2 separate regions of the Mus musculus genome follow, and region 2 is linked to region 1. Evidence: chromatin contacts called from public Hi-C data. All regions are on one chromosome and are shown on one strand. Each heading gives the region's core, a stretch centred on a gene start, on an enhancer-like site or on the middle of the called end of the contact. The rest is flanking DNA. Distances are from core to core; before and after follow the strand shown.

What was found. A called contact is a pair of places that touch in the nucleus more often than the background predicts.
Region 2: a contact with region 1 is called in a Hi-C map of the G1E-ER4 cell line, with 3 times the contacts expected there. The contact joins the promoter of Zfp768 here to the enhancer-like site in region 1. A contact is called at or near these places in 15 of 39 promoter capture datasets (the 3T3-L1 cell line, 3T3-L1-derived adipocytes, the C10 cell line and 9 more), 4 of 15 datasets of contacts at CTCF or cohesin (CD8 T cells, the NIH/3T3 cell line, large pre-B cells and 1 more), 21 of 484 Hi-C or Micro-C datasets (B cells, the G1E-ER4 cell line, the N1E-115 cell line and 14 more), 23 of 115 datasets of contacts at active chromatin or transcription factors (the 230-238 cell line, CD8 T cells, the HPC-7 cell line and 15 more) and 3 of 9 other capture datasets (adipose tissue, liver and pancreatic islet).

What each region holds. Positions count from the first base shown.
Region 1 is chr7:127,282,534-127,287,122 of GRCm38.p6, reverse strand. It overlaps the pseudogene Gm17511. Among named protein-coding and RNA genes, the nearest start is that of Gm31897, 3.0 kb to the left of the region's middle. Within about 2 kb of position 2,717, at least 7 of the 459 cell types and tissues checked have an H3K27ac peak or open chromatin away from gene starts, as enhancers often do. A contact at or near this core is called in the G1E-ER4 cell line and the SCID.adh cell line, where this site is marked.
Region 2 is chr7:127,342,075-127,347,149 of GRCm38.p6, reverse strand. Zfp768 (zinc finger protein 768) reads left to right here and starts at 1,836. Exons shown (of 2, transcript NM_146202.1): 1 at 1,836-2,001; 2 at 2,275-4,355. The coding sequence starts at 1,914. The coding sequence ends at 3,893.

The sequences.
Region 1 (4,589 bases), core at 1,468-3,967:
TACAAAAAGACATGGAAGAAGGAAGCCATTGCTCTTTATCCACTTGCCCTCGATCCTGCTGGCCAGTCTATTCCTTCACTGACAAGTCACTGGAGCCAACTTGCAGAGGAGGGCTGAGGACGTAGCTGTATGAATGACCTGTCTAACATGTGTGAGACCCTAGGTTCAAACACCAGCCCTACAAAAAATGAGAACCTTCTCTAAATAAATACATAACATTTTCAAATCAGGGCAGGAGAGATGGCTCAGTAGTTAAGAGCACTGGCTGCTCTTCCAGAAGACCTGGGCTCAGTTGCCAGCACCAACAAAGCAGCACAAACAGGTCTGTAACTCACACCCTCACCCAGCCGTATATACAGGCAAAACACCAATGCACATGAAATAAAAATTTTAAAAATGTGTTTAAAAAGTAGAAAAAAATTTTAAAAAGGTTTTTAAAAAGTAGAAGTGAAAGAAAGCTCTGGCGAATGCTTGCCCAGAGGTCCCAGAGGTTTGGCGGGCCTGGGGGCAGATCCCCAACACCACAAGTAAAACTAAGAAACTGAGGGGGGGGTTGGAGAGCGGAGACAGGGAAGAGGTGTATTTCAATTAAAACTGAACTAAAATCTTGTTTTTAAAAAACTGAGCTTTTCCTCAGCTGCCGCCAAGGTGCTCGGTCCTTCCGAGGAAGCTAAGGCCGCGTTGGGGTGAGGCCCTCACTTCATCCGGCGACTAGCACTGTGCTGGCAGTCTACAGCATGGCTTCTGTCTCCGAGCTTGCCTGCATCTACTCCACCCTCATCCTGCATGATGATGAGGTGACAGTCACGGAGGATAAGATCAGTGCCCTCATTAAAGCAGCTGGTGTCAGCGTTGAACCTTTCTGGCCTGGCTCGTTTGCCAAGGCTCTGGCCAATGTCAACATTGGGAGCCTCATCTGCAATGTAGGGGCTGGTGGGCCCGCTCCAGCAGCTGGAGCTGCGCCTGCTGGTGGTCCAGCTCCATCCACTGCTGCCGCCCCAGCTGAGGAGAAGAAAGTGGAAGCAAAGAAGGAAGAGTCCGAGGAGTCTGAAGATGACAGGGGCTTTGGTCTTTTTGACTAAACTGCTTTTGTTAAGTTGGCCAATAAAGAGCTGAACCTGTAAAAAAAAAAAAAAAAAACTGAAAAAAAAAGTGCATGCATACAGAGAAATGGTCACCAATGTCTTGTACCAGTCTGACCTAGGGGATCTACAAAGACCACTAGCAGTAACACGGGCTCATTGGTTAAGAGCACTCATTGGTCTTACCGAGGAACTGAGTTCGGTTCCTAGAGCCCTCAGCATGGTTCACAACCATACCTAGCTGTAGTCTGAGAAAACTGGATTCCTCTTCTGACCTCCATGGGCACCAGGCCCCCCCATACACAGTTCTCATGCGTACATGAATGCAAAACAGCCATACAAGTAAAAATAAGTGAATAAAAAATAAGAAAAGGCTAAAAGTAACCTGATAGTAGCCTCCACAACTAATGGCCACCCTAGTCAGTCTATGTGCTGGTGTACTGCTTGTATGGCTCTTAAATCTTGCAGGAGCAAAAGTAGTGAGCCTCTGGCCATGCTTGGAGCGTATAGACCTCTGACCAGAAACTCTGGCCTGCTAGCCCACTGGGGTCTCTTTGCTTTCTTCCAGTCTCACCAGGTTGATCACCCACAGGCCACAGATAAACCAGTGAAATGTCTCTGCAGAAGCACATACGTTCCCCACCTACCACTTCCTCCCCGTCACTGCCTTACCAGCACCACCTCTGAAAGAGAGTGATAAGAGACGCCTCTTAGTGGCAGCCTCGGCTCCCAGTTCACATGCACTGAACTGAGAAGCCTTTGAGAGGCAGGAGTGTGTGTGTGTGTGTGTGTGTGTGTGTGTGTGTGTGTGTGTGTGCGTGCGTGTGTGTGTGTGTGCGTGCGTGTGTGTGTGTGTGTGTGTGTGTGTGTGCGTGTGTGTGTGTGTGTGTGTGTGAGTGTGCGTGTCCAGGTCCAGAAGAAGGCAAATGTCGGGCTGGAGAGGCTCAGTGGTTAAGAGCACCGGCTCTTCCAGAGGTCCTGAGTTCAATTCCCAGCAACCACATGGTGGCTCACAACCATCTGTAATGGAATCTGATGCCCTCTTTTGGTGTGTCTGAAGACAGTGACAGTGTACTCAGACACATAAAATAAGTAAATAAATCTTTAAAGGAAGAAGAAGAAGAAGAAGAAGAAGAAGAAGAAGAAGAAGAAGAAGAAGAAGAAGAAGAAGAGGAGGAGGAGGAGGAGGAGGAGGAGGAGGAGGAGGAGGAGGAGGAGGAGGAGGAGGAGGAGGAGGAGGAGGAGGAGGAGGAAGAAGAAGAAGAAGAAGAAGAAGAAGAAGAAGAAGAAGAAGAAGAAGAAGAAGAAGAAGAAGGCAAATGTCTACGTTTTAGTCACATGCCATGACCAAAGGAAGTCCAGAACCTTCTCTTATTCTATACCAAAGGCAAAAGGTGAGTAACTGGCAGACAGCAGACACCATCAGACAGGGCTCACAGCAAGGCTGAGACTGACCAGGAAGTGGAAGCCATAAGCTGAAGTTCCCAGTTGAGCTCTCTCCCTGAGGATGGGCTCTCACCTCTTTCCCACTGTGGGCATTTTATACATGACGAACTCTGTGGGAAATGATTTATCCACATGCTGTTCTCAAGAACACAGTTTTCTGTGGGTTTGGAGTAGGGTTTAGTTTCCTTTTCTGTAGGCTCCCCCAGCCTGAAGCAGGCTGGTCCAGACTTTGACCTTGCTGCCACTAAGAAGGAGATTACCTAAAGTGGAGCCTTCTGACCTTGATGGCTCTTTTGTTCTGTCACCTGCCACTGTCCCCTCCAAGACCCTGCTACCTGCTGAGAGGCCCCTGAGATATTCCGGAGGAACAACCTATCCTGCAGGCTCCAGGCACCTAGAGTGGACTGGCAGGGGATGAGCCTTTCCGTTTATAAACACACTCTCTAAGTAAACTGGTGGGCCTTGAACAGAATCGTGTCTTGGTACCCATTAATCTCTCCCCGTCTAAGTCTCTTTTAGCCCCAGCCTGCCTCCCAGGTGTACCTGGTTCAAGTAGGCTGCAGGCCGGTATACAACACTTTTCTTTTTTTGAGGCAGGGTCTCACTATGGATCCTTGGCTGACCTGAAACTTAGAGATCTGCTTGCCTCAGCCTCCCAGGTACTGGGATTCAAGGCGTGCGCCACCATTTCCAGCAAGGATATCAAGTTTATAATACCCATATCTGCTTGTTGTTTTTTCCTGCTATAGAACTTGGGGAGCAGGTTAACCTAGGACCAAGAGTTTGGGGGTAAACAAGCAGAGACCTTCTTGCTCTCAGGACCTGCTTTCAACAAACTGAAAGAGAATATGACAATTAACAATATAATTTGCATTGCAATCATAAATCTCTCTGTGTGTGTGTTGTGTGTGTGTGTGTGTGTGTGTGTGTGTCTTTTTCTCCTACAGCTCTAGCCACCACGCCCGGCTCCAGAGACTCTCCAAGCAGCTCTCCTGTCTGTAGCAATGCCATGGGAAAATGTCCTGTAAAAATACACCTGCTGCCAGGTGGTGGTGGCGTGCGCCTGTAATCCCAGCACTCGGGAGGCAGAGGCAGGTGGATTTCTGAGTTCGAGGCCAGCCTGGTCTACAAAGTGAGTTCCAGAACAGGCAGGGCTATACAGAGAAACCCTGACTCGAAAAAAACAAAAACAACAACAACAAAAATCCACCTGCTTGCAGGGTGGGCAGTGGTAAGGTATGCTTTTAATCCCAGCACTCAAGAGGAGAGGCAGGCAGAGCTCTTGAGTTTGAGACCATCCTGGTCTACAGAGCCAGTTCCAGGACAGCCAAGGCTACACAGAGAAACTCTGCCTTGAAAAACCAACAAGCATACAAACAAACAAACAAAACAAAGGTGCCTGCTTGTAACTTCTCAGCTTTTTTTTTTTTGTTTTTTGGTTTTTCAAGACAGGGTTTCTCTGTGTAGTCCTGGCTGTCTTGGCTGTCTTGGAACTCACTCTGTAGACCAGGCTGGCCTTGAACTCAGAAATCCACCTGCCTCTGCCTCCCAAGTGCTGGGATTACAGGCATGCGCCACCACTGCCCGGCTACTTCTCAGCTTTAAAGGCAGTCAAGACATGTTTGCTCCATCCGACTCTGGAAGGCCCCAGAAAAACTTAGGACCGCTGCTACCTGTCAGTCTTCTCTCTTCTACGCAGAACATCAGCAGTTAGTCAAACATTTCCCATAAGGCAACTCTTCTGGTCCTCTTCTGGTCATACCAGGAAGAACACCTATTTCAACTTCACTCCTAAATTCTGCTACTTCAAAGTCAGTACAATAGGATGTTTCAGACAGGGTCTCTCTATGTAGCCCTGGCTGTCCTGGAACTCACTATGTAGACTAGGCTAGTTTCAAATTCAGAGAGATCCTCCTGCCTTTGCCTCCTGAGTGCTAGGAGTACAGGTATGAGCCATTACTTCTGTCTTCCAGAAAAATCTTTCAATAAAAGTAGGAAGGTGAGCTAGGGAGATGGCTCAGTAAGGTGCTTGCTGAGGATATGGGTTTGGGTCCTCAGGAC
Region 2 (5,075 bases), core at 587-3,086, 61 kb before region 1:
TATGCAGGAAGCTGAGCGCAGCGAATTGGCTCGTTAGCTGTCAAGACTACCAAACTTGCTTCAGTAGAAGAGTAGAAAATGATTAGATTAGATTAGATTAGATTAGATGATACTGACGACACGACTGTTCCATGCGAGAGTTAGGGGAAAGTCTTTATCTTATTTCTAATTGTCGATAGGAGAGAGAGAACAGCCAAAGCCATCTGGAAGAGTGCAGAGCACAGGGAGACAGGGAGAAAGGCTGAACAGGGCCCGCAGACTGGGCGGGGCCAGGGCTATCTGCAGGTATTCCTTCTACGCTCCGCCCAACAGTTACCTAGCAACAGCCAGGTAGGTCTGGCTTGCTATAAAAGGGCCTGTTTGGCCCACCTTCCTTCTTTCTCTTCTCTTCTTTCTCTTCTCTTCTCTTCTCTTCTCTTCTCTTCTCTTCTCTTCTCTTCTCTTCTCTTCTCTTCTTCTCTTCTCTCTTTTCTCCTCTCTTTTCTTCTCTTCTCTTCTCTTCTCTTCTCTCCCCTTCCCCCTCCCCCTTCCCTTCTGGAACTCTTCAGTGTCACTCTCCGAACTGTCCCGCACGCTTGTGAGAAAATCAAGAAACGAGGAATCAAACACAAGATTTGGAAAGGGAAGAAATTAAAGGTCGTCCTATGTTAGTATCTCTGGAGTGGCCCCTCAGCACCTGTAAAACCTGAGAGCAGAAGAAACGAGAAGGGAGAAAAGCAGAGGAGGAAGGGTGTCTACCCTAAGAGCCCTAGGCTTCCATTCTTCCTAATACAGGACAAACGGCTCAGGGGAAAGTTTACAAAGCGCAGGCCGAGCTCGCGAGGAGACGCCCGGCGCCTCCCTCTCTCACTCCCGCAGGCATTCCGGGCATCCTGTTAGAATGGCCTGAACGCCCTCTGCTCTACACGGCCCGGACCCACGGTGACCCCGGGACCACGGTGAAGCAGAGACAGCCGGCCCCAACAACCAATCCTGGGAGGAGTGGGCGGTGCCTCGCGGCGCGGAGGCGGAGCTGTTTCTCTGGCAACGAGCCCGCATCGCGGAGGGGGAGGGGAGGGCGAGGGAGGGGGGAGTGGGCGCGGGTGTCACTGTCGTAGCTCGGCGGGCTAGCAGGCTCTGGGCTCCAGAGCCTGGTTGTGCGGTCAAACGGGCGTCCGTCCGCGTTCCCGGTGCCAGTCCGAGTGCCCCGAGGCTGAGGCGAGGAGCTAGCCGCCTCCCCCGCTGGCGCCGGGAAGCGTCGCTCCTTCTCGCTGACCTTGGTCTCACTTGCCGCTTCGCCCTTGGCCACACTCAGTAGCCAGCACATGGTCGGAGAAACCTGCAGACAGGTCCCCGGTTAGGCCGAGACCCGCGATACAGACACACAAACTGCTGTTGCCCTTCCCGCCGGCTCCGGGGCGTCGGGTCGCCCCCACCCCCCGAGGCCCGGGAGATCCAGTCCAGGGTTAATGCCAACGAGTTTCCACCTCCAGCCGCTCCTAGAGAGGCCGCGGCGCGAGCCAGCGGGGGGAACTGGCCAGGGACGGACACTTCCTGTGCGGGGGGAGGGGGCAGGGGCGCAGTAGCCCGGCCGGGGCTAGGGGCCGAGACTAGAGGGTCTCGGGCTGGGAGTTGTGGCTGGGGGACGGCCGGAGGAGTCGCCTCGCCCCTCACCTCCGAGGCCACGACGCGCGGGGGCCGGTGAGGGCCACGAGACAATCGGGGACCTTGGGAGGGGGGCGGGGCAGCGGACAGGGGCGGGGCCGGAGAGGCCCAGGGTCAAGACGTCCGGCCTTCGCGGCCGAAGCCAGGCCGCCCGGTCTCCTCGGAGGCTCTGAACGCGCGGGTGGCGAGGGCTCGGGGCTCCAGGCACTCGAACTGGGTCGTAGGATCGTCCGCCATCGCCACCGCCGCCGCACTGGGAACTGGCAGGGATGGAGCGGGAGGCGTCGTCGTGGGGCCTGGAGTCCCGGGATGTGCACAGTCCCAACGCAGTGGGCAGCCCCGAAGGGTCTCTCAAAGGTGAGGGAAGGACCGCGCCTCTTAGGAGTGTGCCAGAAAACTGGGCTGTGGCCTGCGGGAGGGAAATAAGGCCGGAATCTTAAACACTTGGAAGTGGGGTGGAGGGTGGAGACTGAGTGCCCCGGGTCTTTAGAGGGGAGGTGGTACATTTTGTCACCTCACTTGTAGGGGCCAATGACCCTGCTTGGGGAGTGGGAAGAGAATTTTGGGACAATTAATGGACCCAATGACCTTCCAGACCCCCATTCAATCTGGATTTTCTGTAATTCTCAGATCCTGCAGGCAACACAAGTGAGAATGAAGAAGGGGAAATTTCTCAGCGAGAAGGCAATGGGGACTATGAAGTTGAAGAAATACCTTTTGGGCTTGAACCCCAAAGCCCAGAGTTTGAGCCACAAAGCCCAGAATTTGAATCCCAGAGCCCCAGGTTTGAGCCTGAAAGCCCAGGGTTTGAATCCCGAAGCCCTGGGTTTGTGCCCCCAAGCCCTGAGTTTGCACCCAGAAGTCCTGAATCAGATCCTCAGAGCCCGGAGTTTGAATCCCAGAGTCCTAAGTATGAGCCCCGAAGCCCTGGCTGCCATCCCAGGAGCCCTGGCTGTGAACCTGGGAGTCCTAGGTATGAACCCAAAAGCCCTGGGTACGGTTCAAAGAGCCCCGAATTTGAATCTCAAAGTCCAGGGTATGAATCTCAGAGCCCCGGGTATGAACCGCAGAACTCTGGAGATGGCGTTCAGAATTCTGAGTTCAAAACCCATAGCCCTGAGTTTGAAACTCAAAGTTCCAAATTCCAGGAAGGTGCAGAGATGCCTCTGAGCCCCGAGGAAAAGAATCCCTTGAGCATCTCCCTAGGAGTCCACCCCCTGGATTCCTTTACTCAAGGGTTTGGGGAGCAGCCCACAGGAGCGCTGCCTCCATTTGACATGCCTTCGGGGGCTCTGCTGGCTGCACCCCAGTTTGAGATGCTCCAGAATCCACTGAATCTGACAGGAACCCTGCGTGGGCCAGGCCGTAGGGGTGGCCGGGCCAGGGGTGGGCAAGGCCCTCGACCTAACATCTGTGGCATCTGCGGGAAGAGCTTTGGACGAGGCTCGACCCTGATCCAGCACCAGCGCATCCATACCGGCGAGAAGCCTTACAAATGTGAGGTTTGCAGCAAGGCCTTTTCCCAGAGCTCTGACCTCATCAAACACCAGCGCACGCATACAGGCGAGCGGCCCTACAAGTGTCCCAGGTGCGGCAAGGCCTTCGCTGATAGCTCTTACCTACTCCGCCACCAGCGTACCCACTCTGGCCAGAAGCCCTACAAATGTCCACACTGTGGGAAGGCCTTTGGCGACAGCTCCTACCTCCTGCGACACCAGCGCACCCACAGCCACGAGAGGCCCTACAGCTGCCCCGAGTGTGGCAAGTGCTATAGCCAGAACTCGTCCCTGCGCAGTCACCAAAGGGTGCACACTGGGCAACGGCCTTTCAGCTGTGGCATCTGTGGCAAAAGCTTCTCCCAACGGTCAGCACTTATCCCCCACGCCCGCAGCCACGCCCGTGAAAAGCCCTTCAAGTGCCCAGAGTGCGGCAAGCGCTTCGGCCAGAGCTCAGTTCTGGCCATCCATGCCCGCACCCACCTGCCAGGCCGCACGTACAGCTGCCCCGATTGTGGCAAGACCTTCAACCGCTCCTCTACACTCATTCAGCACCAGCGTTCCCACACAGGCGAGAGGCCGTACCGCTGCGCTGTGTGTGGCAAGGGCTTCTGTCGCTCCTCCACGCTGCTACAGCACCATCGCGTGCATAGTGGGGAGCGACCTTATAAGTGTGATGACTGTGGAAAGGCCTTCTCGCAGAGCTCCGACCTCATCCGCCACCAGCGGACCCACGCAGCCGGCCGCCGTTAACCAGTCACGGGTGGGGAGGTGGTGTGCAGAAGAGATGGGGTCAAGGAATTTATGGATAGAGGAAAAGCTGGTGGAGAATAGAAGGACGAAATATTCTAGAAGATGGGTCAGGGTGCAGGAAGTCACATGCCCTCAAGAAGTATGAGAGTTGGGCTATGGAGGGGTTGGAGGGAGGCCAGACAGGCACCAGGAGCAAGTCTGCCTCAGCAGCAGTGAGCTCTTTATCTGGGAGGCCCTGTTCTGGCAAAGTACTAGATGGGGAGGGGGGAGGGCAAGGGAGTGTCAGTTAGAGTAGGGTAGCTTAGATTGGTAGCTGCTGAGACCCTTGTGAAACCAGGAAGAGGGCAAAGGGTAGGCAGTGGGGAGTGAGGCCCAAGGGTAGGGTCTGGATCTCAGAGTAAACTGCCTTGTCTTCCTCAGGTTTTGGAGCCCTGTGAGTTCAATAAACCTTTTATGTGGTAAGAGATTCGTCCTTAAGATGTGTATGTGGACAGTTCCCTGAGCAGTGGGAGATAGCAGTCAGAGCTGCAGCTGCTGAGGCCTTGCCAGGGTACTGCCCCAGAAGTGCTTTTATGATCAGTGGGTTAGTGAGATCTTCGCATTCGAAGTTCAGAGAATGGTTTATTTGCCCATGGGCACCAAAGCTCACGTGCTTTTGCATGCTGCACAGACTCAAAGGGACTGATTGTAGGAGGTGTGAAACACTTCTCAGCTCTCCCTAAACTAAAAGTCTGTGCTTCTGTCAGAAAACCACATGGGGGTGCTCATACCTAGGTGTGACTGCTCCCCATCGAGTGTTGGCTTAATCCCACCCTGTACCTGAGTTAGCACTTCCAGGCACCTCCAGTAGATCATCAGTAGATCTGATCTCTTCTCTCCTCTCCCCTCCCCTCCCCTCCCCTCCCCTCCCCTCCCCTCCCCTCCCCTCCTCTCCTCTCCTCTTCTCTTCTCTTCTCTCTCTCTCTCTCTCTCTCCATTTTTTTTTTGTTTTTGTTTTTTTTTGTTTTTCGAGACAGGGTTTCTCTGTGTAGCCCTGGCTGTCCTGGAACTCACTTTGTAGACCAGCCTGGCCTTGAACTCAGAAATCCGCCTGCCCCTGCCTCCCAGGTGCTGGGATTAAAGGTGTGCGCCACCACCACCTGGCTAGATCTTCTGTCTAGGCTCTTGAGACTGGAGCAGGCA